Linked DNA regions of Zea mays: region 1 is linked to region 2. The links are chromatin contacts, called in public Hi-C maps. All regions are on one chromosome and are shown on one strand. The core of a region is the stretch at or near the end of the contact, and the rest is flanking DNA. Distances in the headings are between cores, read along the strand shown. Region 1 holds the start of LOC103642514 (ethylene-responsive transcription factor FZP). Region 2 holds the start of LOC103641205 (somatic embryogenesis receptor kinase 2-like).

Evidence for each region. Hi-C and Micro-C count contacts between places; a contact is called where the count stands out from the background.
Region 1: a Hi-C map of tassel shows a contact between it and region 2, with 2.4 times the contacts expected there. The contact joins the promoter of LOC103642514 here to the promoter of LOC103641205 in region 2. A contact is called at or near these places in 5 of 25 Hi-C or Micro-C datasets (bundle sheath, ear, leaf and 1 more).

Annotation. Positions count from the first base shown.
Region 1 is chr10:72,667,230-72,674,688 of Zm-B73-REFERENCE-NAM-5.0, reverse strand. LOC103642514 (ethylene-responsive transcription factor FZP) reads right to left here and starts at 4,331. Exons shown (of 1, transcript XM_008665772.2): 1 at 3,334-4,331. The coding sequence starts at 4,087. The coding sequence ends at 3,527.
Region 2 is chr10:72,465,477-72,472,304 of Zm-B73-REFERENCE-NAM-5.0, reverse strand. It overlaps LOC103641205 (somatic embryogenesis receptor kinase 2-like), which reads left to right and starts at 4,676. Exons shown (of 11, transcript NM_001326455.1): 1 at 4,676-4,995; 2 at 6,337-6,469; 3 at 6,556-6,627. The coding sequence starts at 4,893.

The sequences.
Region 1 (7,459 bases), core at 3,082-5,581, 200 kb before region 2:
AAATCATATTCCATTTATAGTAGATATCCTTGGTGGGTTCTTGTCAAAAATACACATTCCACTTTGGGGTAGACGTCACATGGGTTCCTCATCATCTATTCCATCTTTTGGATTATAACGTCAATGGGGCCATCTTGGCAAAGAGGGGGATGATGAGATTGGAGCACATCACTAGTACACAGAAGCTCTATAGCGGCTATTGTCACTGGCGTTTTTTTAAAACGCCAGTGATAGGGGTAAGTAGAAATCATCATTTTTGCAGTCAGGTAACTTAGGATCGCCAGTGGAAATCGGTTTTCACTGTCGGTTGAGCTAAGAAAACCGCCAGCGGGGGTTTTAAAAACAACAAAAATTTATTTTATCTAAAGAGAGACCTCGAACCCCCGATTTCACCCTCACGCGTATCCTTCTCTATCATTTTGTCTATGGCATGCTTTGTGTCTAGTTTGTTGTTTTGTTGTGCACATATTACAACCAACTGAGTGTAAATTGCTTGTTTGAGACCGTAAATGAATTCAAATACAAAAGTTGTCAACTACAAAGTTGAATAACTTTTAAAGTTCTACAACTTTCATTTTAACACTTTTCATCCGATGTCGTTTACAAAATTTGAATTTTAAAATTTGACAAATTTAGATGCAATTTTTGAGAGCCGAAATGATTTCAAATAAAAAAGTTGTCAACTACAAAGTTTCAACTTTTAGAGATCTACAACTTTTATTTGGTAGTTTCAACATATGAGGTTGTTTGAAAAACTCGAAAAATTAAGAATAAAAATGATTCGATTGGCAGATCCTTATGAAAACCGTCACTAAAAATTATGGATTTCTATAGACGATTTTCTTAAGGAGCCGTCCATAGAAATCATGGATTGTCATCCCGATTCCAAACCTTAGCGAGTTGTCTTGTATTAAGTGTATTTTGTGAAAGCCTCATAATAGATCTATAGTCATTTATCTTGAAAGTTAATAGTGAACTCGCGAACCCAGGCTAGAGAGGATACACGATTTAAGAGAAGACTGGACCCTCACATGATAATTGTTTAGCGAGTTTAATTTGTTTTGAACCTTACTATTTGACTCATTTCTAGCGCATATGAATAAGAACATTCCTATGATCTCATAATTATTCGTGTGCAAAGATGGTTGTAACTCGTACCTATGTGAGAGATCAAGAATATTTGATTGCACATACGAAGTTAACACATCAGAGTGCACCGATTGTCTAACAAAAATCATATTCCATTTATGGTAGATATCCTTGGTGGGTTCTTGTCAAAAAACCCCATTCCACTTTGGGGTAGACGTCACATGGGTTCCTCATCATCTATTCCATCGTTTGGATTACAACATCAATGGGGCCATCTTGGCAAAGAGGGTGATGATGAGATTGGAGCACATCACTAGTACCCAGAAGCTTTATAGTGGTGGTTGTGAACCTATTTTCACTGGCGGTAGGAGCCAGTAGAAATCATCATTTTTACAGGTGGATAACTTAGGACCGCGGTTTCCACTGGTGATTGAGCTAAGAAAACCGCCAATGGGGACCTCGTACTCCCGAATTCACCCTCACGAGTATCCTCATTTACAGGGGCGGACGCACAGGGGGGCAAAGTGGGCCGTGGCCCCCCCTCAATTTTTATGACCTTTTATATATTATGTTTATTTACTGTTAAATATATTTAAAATAAAGATTTAGATAGGCTAAAACAGTTCTGTTATGGGTCTCCTTGTCGAATTAGTCCAATTCTATCGACTCTCGTCCTTTTACTTGGTCTAATCCTCACATCTATTCATCCAGTCTCATTCTTTCCGACGCTGTCGGAGCCATAGAAGGACCGCCTCAATTTTGTATAACCTCTTATACCTAATGTTAACATACTGTAAAATATATAAAAATAAGGTTTGGATCGGCTAAAATTGCCCTGAGCAGTTCTCTCAACTTCCATCCTCTTTGATCTAGTTCTCGCATCTATCCATCAGGTCCCATTTCTTCTGACGTCCCGACCTGCCGGGGCCAATCCGCCCAGATGCTCCGTTCTTGACACCGTCGCCTCCTTCTTGACGCCTGACGTCGCCTAACACTGGCCCCCTTCCCAACGTCCTCGTCTCGCTCGTTATCGTCATGACACCATCCCGCTCTTGGCAGACCCGACCTCGCTCGTCTCGATGATGCGACCCGTCCCCGACAGCTGGCGAGCTTGACGAACCAGCGAGCCCTGGCTCTCAGTTGGAGACATCATCTGACCCCGCCTCTTTCTCAGTTGTAATGTGTTTTTTTGGCCCCCCATGAATTTTGGTCCTGCGTCCGCCACTGCTCATCTACCACTCTATCTACGGCATGCTTTGTGTCTAATTTGTTGTTTTGTTGTTCACATATTACAAATAACTGAGTGTAAATTGCTTGTTTGATACCGTAAATGAATTCAAATAAAAACTTATCAACTACAAAGTTGAATAACTTTTGAAGTTCTACAACTTTCATTTTGACACGTTTTCATCCGATGTCGTTTGCAAAATTTGAATTTTAAAATTCGACAAATTTAGATACAATTTTTGAGTGCCGAAATGATTTCAAATAAAAAAGTTGTCAACTACAAAGTTTTATAACATTTAGAGATCGACAACTTTTATTTTGGTAGTTTCAACATATGAGGTCGTTTGGAAAACTCGAAAAATTAAGGATAAAAATGATTCTATTGGCGGTTCCTTATTAAAACCGCCACTAAAAATCATGGATTTCTATAGGCGATTTTCTTAAAGAACCGCCTGTAGAAATCATGGATTGTCACCATCCCGACTCGAAACCTTAGCAGGTTGTCTTGTATTAAGTGTGTTTTGTGAAAGCCTCGTAGTGGATCCCTAGTCATTCACCTCGAAAGTGAATAGTGAACTCGCGAACCCAGGTTAGAGTGGATACACGACTTAAGAGAAGCCTGGACCCTCACATAATAATTGAAATCTAAGATGGATATTAAATCGTGAACTTTTGGGTTAAAGTGGTTTGCTTAAGTGTTTTCACTTAAGTGTTTTTGAGTTATACTTATTATGCTTATGCTTAATTAGGTTTGTTATACAATCATTTTTAGTAAATAGGTGTTGTTAATAAAATATTGACCAACTAAAATACTTACCGCATAACCATAGCCTACCTTGCTAACCTTGCGTATTTCCTCTCATTTGCTGAGAGCCTTCACCATAAATAAAGCTCACCCTCTTGCTTAATCTTTTATCCGAAGGTGAGGAGGAAGACTACGATGAAAATCAATTTATTATCTTTTTTTTTACATTTTCCTTATACTCTTTTGTGTCATAACTTATTCTAACAACCGTATTGTTGTTATTGTTGTTCTTCTTGTCTATTACTGGTAAAAGGGTGTACCAAATGGAGTAATAAGAAACTAGAATGCGACATGCTAAAGATGTATGGCTGACACGGGTTATGACTATGAGCATACATCACCCCCACGTCATACACTCATACTCTCTGGCCCAGTTCTCAAACAGGTCACACGCGTACAGTACAGCTAATACAGCGAGGCAGGGGGTGCCGATGGAGCGTTCAGATGCTGGAAGCTCTGCAGAATGGCCGCGATCGTCATGGACTCGTCGTCGGCATCGGCCTCCTCCACCGCCTTGAGGTGGCGCCATTCACAATCATAATCACAGCCATCCACCGTTCCACCGCCGCCGCCGCCACCCGCGGGCAACAACGCCGATGGCGGCGCCGCCGGGGATGGCACCGCCGGAGAGTGAGGCAGCAGCTGCAGCCCCTGCCGCGGGAGCGCGTGCGCCGAGGGGAGCCCGCGGGCGGCCCCGCGCGGGTAGCAGAAGTTGGTGCGCGCGGCGGCGGGGCCGGAGATGGAGATCGCTGAGAGGTCGTAGGCGACGGCGGCGTCCTCGGCTGTGTCGAAGGTGCCGAGCCAGTGGCGCTCCTTGGTCACCGGGTTCCGGATCTCCGCGGCGTACCTGCCCCACGGCCGCCGCCGCACGCCCAGGTACTCGCTCGACGCCCGCGAGCGCCGCCTCCGCTGCTGTTGCTGGTGCTGGTCGTGCGCGGTCGTCGCTGCCACCGCCTGGTCCGCCATTGCCAGCAGCCACTCGACGACGTAACTAGCAATAGGCTGGGCTACCCAACAAACGAGCTAGTAGACACTAGCTAGCTAGACCACACGACGAGTGAATAGTGAAGTGAACCAGCTAGCTAGGGCTTTGGACTTGTCACTTGGGGGCTGGGCTGGGACCACTCGCGAGTCGCGCCATGGGTTTTATAGTGTCAAAAGGATGACGGAGTTGGCTTGTCGTCGTGGGTGGGATGCATTCATGCATGGATATGGCGGACCGAGGGCGGCGGCAGCGGGGAGCAAAGCGCGCGTTATGTTTTAATTGCCACCGTCGTCCGCTCGGCTTTTCTCCTCGTTTTCGTCGACATGATCGGGGACAGGGCGCGACCGCATTTTGCTGCGCCATGTGCGAGTGCGCGCTACAGCGTCACCGCACCACACTGTGCTGTACGGACGACAGACTGTGTTTCCAAGTTCTTCCATACGTAAATGATGATTTGCTGCTAAGAAATTTGAGCTGGCTAATTAGAGGCGATTGAAAGGGACAACTGTGCTTTGTTAAGCTGGCTTGTATAAAAAAATATAGATATAATCACGGTGCAGTGCGGACCATTTTTTATTGAGGCGCTAATAATCATGTCCGGAACATTAGTCATAAAATAGGAGATATAATTACATCTTACAGTATAATGTTTAAAATAGGGAATGAGATAGCGATAATATAGGATAGCTGCCGGAGACAGCCTCACCAATATTGCCATAGAAATTTCGAGATAATAAGCTCGTAATTGCTCACTCAAATAGCTAATGACGATGGCCACATCCCACATGCATCACTAGTGGGGTGCATTCTGGTGCGGGCGCCCTACTTAAGTACTTATCGATCTCTTTCAGACACTTATTAGTCCATTCTGGTGTGGGCGCTGCTCCCTACGAGCCAAGCACGCTAGCACCTGCCCTTGACAACTTTGTCAAATACTCATCAGTCAGTATATAACACGTAACCACTTCTGATTTAAAAACCAAGATACACATTTAATTTTCTTTATAGCACTACGTCAACCAAGATATATATTTAATTTTCTTTATAGCACTAGGTCGACGTACGTGTGTGTATATAGAGAGGACGACTTATATTTTAGGATAAGAATAAAAGTGGTTATGCCTGATTCTATAAACTCCGACTCATACAGTACCAAAATTGTTCTAGTATTGTTCGTAGAATTTTTTTTTCTCCTCTCAAAGAGCCGATGATTTTTTATTTTTTAATTTTGCTTCGTCGACTCTAGCTTCTTTTCTAACACTATAATAGCCAAATAGTGATAAGCTGAATCCAATTGAATGCATACCCCCAAACCCAAGCAAAGGCCACAAGACCAAGCGGCAAGCGTCACGATTTGGATTGGTCCAAAGCACAGCATAGCCCGTGGTGGCCTACGCCAATGGGAGGGCCATAACTGGGCTTCTCTCTTGGCATGTCATGATGGCCCAGCGGGACTCGATAGCATGCGGCCCATCAAGATCCACTGTAGTTGCACACCAACTCTTATGCGTATATAAAATATAGTCCGGTCCTAAATTAATCCTTGACTCCTGCTCTTTGTGACATTCGTTGTTGTCCAGATTTAATGAGTATTATATTGGATGAGTGTGGAGCTAGCTTCTTGGTGTCAACACAAGTGAAGCGGTTTTCAACATGTAGCATGCAGTTGGGGAAGATGTGATTGCTGACAGATGTACATCTCCACCAAGTTTCATAGTTATTTGGATCTCCACATCTTTGAGTTGTATTCTTTTCATTGAAGGGTATACAAAATACGTCAACTGGTGTGACAATCATATATTGAACCTATCGAGAGTCACTTTGGTTGAAAGAAAGGCTCTCAAATTTGAAACATGTCTTATATATTTGAAATGGACCTCGATTCGCTCTCGTGTGAAAATCCATATATTATAGTATAACAAAAAAACTCGATGTGTGGGGTAAGATAGCCCCGACATTATATTAAGAAAAAGACATTCTCAAATCTCCGAATTCCTGCCTCATCCATACACACAGTGGCACTGTAGTTCATGTGAGAAACAACTGGGACCGAAAATTAGAATTGTGCTTTAGCGTGGACAGACGAAGAGATTTTCTTAACCATAGCCTGAAATTCGCTCACATGGGGAAGTCAAACTCAGGACCTGTGGAGTGCTACTCGTACTATCTAACTAACTCGGCTAGAGGCCATTTCGCATATGTTGTAGCATAACGTGTGATAGAGGTAGGAAGATCATCGTACCGTCGCATTAATAATATATCTAGCTGGTTATTATTACCATTGTTCGTACATCATAAATACCCTGACTATAATGGAGCTCCGCTTGTTTTGCGTTTGGTAATAGCATCTAGAATGTCTGAGAATTCAGCAATGACAGAAGGAAGAAGAAAGGCAAAACTCGCAAGTCGTAAGCTTTTGAACACTAGTGTGGATGCTTCGACGGATCCTAAATGTGTTTGCATCGCCAAGCTTTAGAAGACATTTGCTTAAAACAATGTCATGAAGCGCCAAGTAATTAATCTATTAGTATTGTTGAGAACTACGTCACCACGGATCACTAGATCTGCTACCTTCCCTCCCATCAGCAGTAGAGGCGTGAGAAGCTGTAGAGAACCCGTCTCCCTTCCTAAAAGCACGACAGAGTAACACACGAGACACATGTATAGGGTTGGGCCTCTGGCCTCATTCTCTTTTCTGTATTATGAGGGGGTGTATAGGTTCCTTATATAGAGATGTGAGACCCCTCAGGGGCAAAGCAGGTATTTGCCCACATAACCCTAACTAGGGTTACTTAACACTCTCCCTTGGACGGATACCACGACCAACATATGCCTCGTTAAAACTCCGAAAACCCAATGGGAAAATATATGGAGAAAGAGTGCATGGTGATAAAAATTGCATTTGCACTTTGTTGCCTCGTTAAAAACCTCACGTGAGAAACTTCAAGAAAACTCACCAAGGGAAAAAGAGTACAACAGCTGTCATCGAGACAGATTCCGATCCTCTCGGATCTAGATTCTATCGAATCTTCTACAAGGGCTAACTTTAGAAATGTGCTCCCCCTGATCCTTGCAAAACTGTATCAATAAGGCAAAACATCTTCTTCTGGAAGTATATGCACATAAAGATTTAGCAAACGAATTGCATATCCTTGCAAGGACTATTTCAGGAACTTTATCTCTACTCACTTCTAGAATATACGAGGTAAGTGCACGTATCAATATAAATAAGCCAATTTGACTGATGGTGTTCGATCGACTGGATCTATATATTTGATAGAAAATTCCATAATGGTTCACATATTGATCATTGTCGGTACCCTCAATCAGGGGTACCCCTACTACAGTATGAA
Region 2 (6,828 bases), core at 3,427-5,926:
CTGGTGTCTTGGGCTTCAAAGAAACAAAACTCAATAACTCTTTCTACCGCCAAAGCCGAGTATATTGCCACAGGTCATTGTTGTGTGCAATTACTTTGGATGAGGCAAACCCTTAGGGACTATGGCTACAAATTGAGCAAAGTCCCTCTCCTATGTGACAATGAGAGTGCAATCCGCATGGCGGATAATCCCGTTGAACACAGCCGCACTAAGCACATAGACATTCGGTATCACTTTTTGAGGGATCACCAACAAAGGGGGGATATCGAGATAGCTTATGTTAGCACCAAAGAACAATTATTCGATATCTTCACCAAACCATTAGATGAGAAAACCTTTACCAAACTTAGGAATGAGCTAAACATTCTTGATTCTCGGAACTTTGATTGACACTTTGCACACATAGCTCATTTATATACCTTTGATCATATCTCTTTTATGTCTACGACTAATATGCTTTCAAGTGTATTTCCATGATAAGTCGTATATTGAAAGGGAAATGGAGTTTTCGGCGAAGACAAGGCTTCCACTCCACTCTAATTGGTATCATTTACCCTTCGCCATCACTCCACACCACTCTTCGATTGGTATAATCTTCACTCATATTTACTTATACCAATAGGAGAGAACGTAAAAAGGGCTCTCAAAGTCTCCGTTTTTGGCGATTAATGCCAAAGGGGGAGAAATATTAAGCCCAAAGCAAAAGGACCGCACCACCACCAATTTCAAAATTTTCAATTGGCATATTTTGGTATGTTTACTCTCAAGAATCTTTCAAAATTGGTATCTAAATGTATTTGATTTTACTCAATTTGGTATTTGCAAAACTGGTAAAACCCTCTTGAAAGCTAAGAGGAGAATTTATTCAGGGGGAGGTTTGTCTAGTCAAAGAAAAAGCATTTGAAACATGGAGAGAAAATTTCAAATCTTGAAAATGCTTCTTGAAATCTTATTCATATACCTTTGACTATTTGCAAAAAGACTTTGAAAAGATTTTTCCAAAATAATTTGCAAAAACAAAACAAGTGGTGCAAGCGTGGTCCAAAATGTTAAATAAAAGAAAACCAACCATGCATATCTAATAGAAGTATAAATTGGTTTAACTCCAAGCAACCTTTACACTTACCTTATGCAAACTAGTTCAATTCTACACTTGTATATTTGCTTTGGTTTGTGTTGGCATCAATCACCAAAAAGGGGGAGATTGAAAGGGAAATAGGGTTTAACCTTTTCCTAAATATAATTTTGGTGGTTGAATGCCCAACACAATTAATTAGACTAACTAGTTTGCTCTAGATTATATATTCTACAGGTGCTAAAGGTTCAACATGAACCAATAAAAAGATCAAGTTAGGGTTCAAAAAGAAAGGAGCAAAAGAAATCGAAGAGCACCCTGGTTTGGCGCACCGGACAGTGTCCGGTGCCCAAGGCCATACGAGTCTAAACTTGCCACCTTCGGGTTTCAGAAGAGCCGCTCCGCTATAATTCACCAGACTGTCCGGTGTGCCATCGGACTGTCCAGTGCACCAGCGGAGCAACGACTCCAGCGCAACGGTCGACTGCAACAGACACATGCAAAAGTGCTACAGTGCGCAGACAGTTCGCGCAGAGTCAGAGCAGCTGCCAGAAGGCACATCGAACGGTGAACATGGACTGTCCGGTGTGGCACCGGACTGTCCGGTGCCACATGAAGACAAAGATCCTACGATCGAAACCGTCAAAACCCTAACGGTTGGGTGACGTGGCTGGCGCACCAGACACTGTCCGGTGCACCCATCGACAGCAGTCTGCCCCAACGGTTGAATTGGTGGTTGAGGGCTATAAATACCCCCCCAACCACCTCCACTCCAACGATCCAAGCATTCACAACAGTGCATTCAATACAAGAGCAATACACTACACTCCAAGACACAAATCAAAGCCTCCGATCAAATCCAAGTCCACAATTTAACTCTAGTATTTTAGGACTTGTGAGAAGATTGTCTTGTGTTTCTTTGTTGCTCTTGTTGCTTGGTTGGCTTTCTTCTTCCTCATTCTTGTTCTCTAAGTGACTTATAATTAAAGCAAGAGACACCAAGTGTGTGGTGGTCCTTGTGGGGTCTAAGTGACCCGTTTGATTAAGGAGAAAGCTCACTCGGTCTAGGTGACCGTTTGAGAGAGGGAAAGGGTTGAAAGAGACCCGGTCTTTGTGACCACCTCAACGGGGACTAGGTTCTTTGGAACCGAACCTCGGTAAAACAAATCACCGTGTCATCCGCCTTATTTTCTTGGTTGATTTGATTTCCCCTCTCTCCCGGACTTAACTTTTATTCTAACGCTAACCCCGGCTTGAAGTGTGCTTAAAGTTTATAAATTTCAGTTTTCGCCTATCCACCCCCTCTAGGCGACTTTGAACGACGATGAACCCATGGTATATGCATAGTCCCTTTGTCTATTCAGGCTGGGGGACACCTCCATTCTATACCTTTTGATCCGTTGATTAGATGGTTATGGCCAAGAAAGATGCAATCCTAAACGACCTATATGCATTAGAGCTCTATTAAATGATCGCTCTATTGGTTTGAAAAGCCGATGACTTGCACCACGCTTAGTGCATATGCTTTTGGTCCGTCAACCTCCACCAAAAGACATGGGGGCATATGTTGAACACAGAAAATGTCCTTGCAGACGGTCCGGCCCTGAGGCTGGACGGTCCGTGGTGGTGGCCTGGACGGTCCGCGCGTGCGCATAATCAGTTAGGATTTCGAGTTTATTGTGTGATTTGTTAGCTAAATCTGAGGGATTAACTCGGAAAACGACTTGTAATGGGTCTAGACCTCTCCTTTATATAGATGAAGGGTTACGGCCGATTGAATCCCTTATAATCGATCAAATCAAATCTACTTATCGTTTTTACCTTATGTATTAGGAGTAGTTTTAGTTTAGCCTTGGTTTAGTCTCCCTCTACATCAAATCTTTACCTCTCTTCGACTCTACGTCGACTAGAGACGTCATGGGTGGCCTGCTGCCTAGGATCTATCCTCCCCGACAGGCTCCCTCCCGAGAGGCGAGATCTAGGCCTACTGCGAAGAAGAAGACCCTTTTGCGCCATCGTGGACCGTCCGAGCCCCAGGCGTGGACCGTCCGAGCCCTAGGCGCGGACCATCCGGACGTAAGCAAGCAGAGGAGAAGTCGTTCCTACGCCAGGTCGTGGACCGTCCGGCCCCCGGCCGCGGACCATCCACACCTCCGTAGAAAGCACCGCCAGGCAACCGTTCCAGTGTTTTGCGCCCAGATCGGCGTCAACACCTTCAACCGGTACGGATGCCTTAACAAAATATAACAATGAGTAGAGTGAATGGGGTTTTTTTAGCTTCCAACTCCTAATATAAATGAAGAAGTGATTATCTACTGCTCGCCACCTGAATTAGTTATCATTTTAAATGTTTAGCTGCTTAGAAATAGCTTTGTTGGGAGAAGTTAAAAGCTGAAGACATCCCCCTTGACCAACAGTTGAGAGTGGAAACCCGACGGACAACCAGTGAGTTGGTGGTGATCATATAAAACTTTCTGCTGCCTGTTCGACCATCCGCACGGGATCTATCCTCCCGCCGTCCCACCCACAGTAGCCCCGTTTCGTTGACTCCGTTCCGGCACCGCAGCGGCGTCGTCCATGCCCATCGGGGCTGGCTCGCTCGCTCGCAGCCCCAGTCGCATCGCAAACCCACACTATCCCGTGCCTGCGTCTTTGGCGCCGCTAATCCAAGCTCTGGCTCCTAAACCCACGCCCGCCTAAACAAAAGCCAAAACACGAGCGAGAAGCTACCCACGCCCACGCTCCCCTTTCCCCCCCTAAAAAAACAATATCCCGTTTAGAGATGGCAATGGGTACCCGAAACCCGATGGGTTTTTACCCCATTAGGGTACGGGTTTGGGTCAATTTTCATACCCATTGGTTTGTTAATGGGCATAAATCTATACCCGACGGGTTTATGGGTACGGGTTTGTTCCTATAGTACCCAAACCCGTGAACCCGTGAGTTTTTTAAACCCGACCAAACCTAGTGCATATTGTCATTTTATTTTATAAATGAACAACACACTTGTTATTCCTTATTTACTTCCTAACTTTATCAACTGGTGAATGTATTAGTAGTCGGTGAGAGTGTTGCTTGCTTGCTATTATAGTTTTTACTAGTGTTATATATGTGATGGATGGATAACTTAGTGCAAGGTCACTTAATTATACAACTTATTATTTGTATTTCATTCTCTCTACTAATAATTTTTATACCAAATCATGAACTCATTGTTCATTACATAAAATTTGGATCATGATCTCATTAATCATTACGATACTTATTGATTATGAGAAGAACAAGTATATTGGAGATGAAACCCGCGGGTAACCCATGGGTACCCGCTAACCCGATGGGTACGGGTTTGGGCAAAATCTCAAACCCGTCATGGGTACGGGTTTTTTAATGGGCATATATATTTTTCACGGGTACAGATTTGGGATGGCAAAACCCAACGAGTTTGTACCCATTGCAATCTCTAATCCCGTTCGATTCCACCCCCACCCCTATCCCACCACCCGTGCCTCGTCGTATCGCCGTTCTACGCAACCGCAGCGAAAAGGAGCCCAGGCGATAAAAAAGAAAAAGGGCGAGGCCGTCGAAAAGGGAAGCGCAGCCGCAGAGTGGGTGAAAGGTGGGGGGACGATTCGGAGAGATCGAGAAAGAGGAGAGAGAGAGGGACGGGGGCGGGGCCGGCGGAAGCGGAGCCTGCGCCCGCCGGACCGAATCCTCGCCGGATCGCCCGGCCTGCCGGGGCGGCGCTGCGGACTGCCTGATCCGGCTGGAATGGCGGCGGGCCGACGAGGGATCTAGCGGAGGTGGGTGTCGCGCGGCAATGGCTGCGGCGGAGGCGCGGCGCCGGTCAGCGGTCTGGGCCCTGCTGCCGCTGCTGCTGCGGCTGCTCCACCCGGCCGCGCTCGTGCTGGCCAACACCGAAGGTGCGGTGCGGCGGTGCGCCCGTCTTGCTCTCCCCGCTTTGCTTGCCTTGCTCTTGCTCACCCCTCCCGCCGCCGAGTTGGCCCGTCTGCCGCTGGGTTGTTTCCGGGAGCTCTGTCTGCTCCCACGGGACCTACTTCAAATCGGTGGGTTGGTCTAGCACACCACGATGCACGCGGCAAGTGCCGTTCCCGAGGGGTTTGGCTGGGCGCCATTCCTGGCCCTCGCGGAGCCGTTTCTGCGTTTGGCCAAACAAATTCGAATTTACTTCTGCTCTGCCGCGGATTCGGGTGTCTGGCAACTGGCCGTGCCGTCCTTCTCCTCGCTGCAAATTTCGTGCTCTCCGAGACCAAAACTTAGAGAGTTTAGTGTCTTGGCATGATTTATTGGATTCCTCCTATCCTCTCTGAATTCATCTGACTTTGGGGCGTTCATGCCGCCCCCGTTTCAGCCGTCGGTCCTGCTGCGGCCCTGTGCGTCCTGACGTGATGCCCTACCGCCCGTGGCTTCGTACTACTGTTCCATTAAATTGCTTCGCTAGATTCTGCTTGATGTTTGCTGCGCGCTGGTTTGTTCGGGCAACGCTAGCACAGTCGCCTTACCGGTCGTTAGGCTTGATTTGGACGTCTCCTGACGTGGTTTTGTTGTCTCTGGATATACTTCTGTTTCTAGTTGGTGGCCGGGCAATTCTCAGGGAGGGCCTCGGTGTCTGTGTTTGGTTATGCTACTCAGAGTGATTTTTTTCATACTCCTAGTCATATGATTTGCTTGTTGGGGGGTAGTGGAGGGGAGGGGATGAGCAGCGGTTTATGGTTGGTTGTCTGTTTCTGGTTCTTGGGATGGGATTGGCTAGGAGTTAGGACTTTGCATGACTTGCTTGTGTTGCTTGCTTGTTTTGGGTGCCGTTAGGCTCACGCTGATGACTCGCTTGTGTTGCTTGCTTGTTTTGGGGGTGCCGTTGTGCTGTATTTTGTTTGTTCGGAGCAAAGTGTTTTGTCGTAGGATAGACAGTTGTCCTGTTGCGTTTTTGCTTTGATGCTTCTACTAATTTGAGGGAAACTGTTTAAATTCTGAGTTGTAGAGCTGAAGCTCTTTCTTCCTTGATGCCATTAGCCCATTCGCTACAAGTACTAGTGGAGTGGATTTCGATATTATCATTTTCATTTGTATTTGATGATGCTTTTTTTTAAGTTATGACTACCTAACAAACAAAGTACTAGGGAAACTTTGTATTTAAGGATATTATCTAGGGATACAGTTTTTTTTTTGATTGACGCACTCCTTTGTTTGCGAGTGACATTTCTGACTAAAGAAGTATGTATTTTCCATTCTGCTATTGACAGGTGATGCCTTGCATAGCTTGAGGACTAACTTAAATGATCCTAATAATGTTCTACAAAGTTGGGATCCCACTCTGGTCAACCCCTGCACTTGGTTTCATGTTACCTGCAATAATGACAACAGTGTTATCAGAGTGTAGGTTCACCTTTTCCTCCACTATATTTCATCAGTGAGTTGCACATATTCTGTGTTTCGTACTGAAAGTTTTTCCTCATTTGCAGTGATCTTGGAAATGCTGCACTATCAGGAACTTTGGTTCCGCAACTTGGCCAGCTCAAAAACTTGCAGTACCTGTAAGTTCTCTTCCTTTGCTGTGTTTTGTAATCCCATACTGATTTTGCATGTGGAGGAAGAGTATATTAGCTTTCTAGGTGAAAACATTTCAGGCATGATTGCTCATATAAGAAATATCCTGTTCAGAATACTTATTACATAGATGAAAATAAGGTTATGCAGCTACAATGTCTAAATATCACATGTTGCTCTGGCGAGGT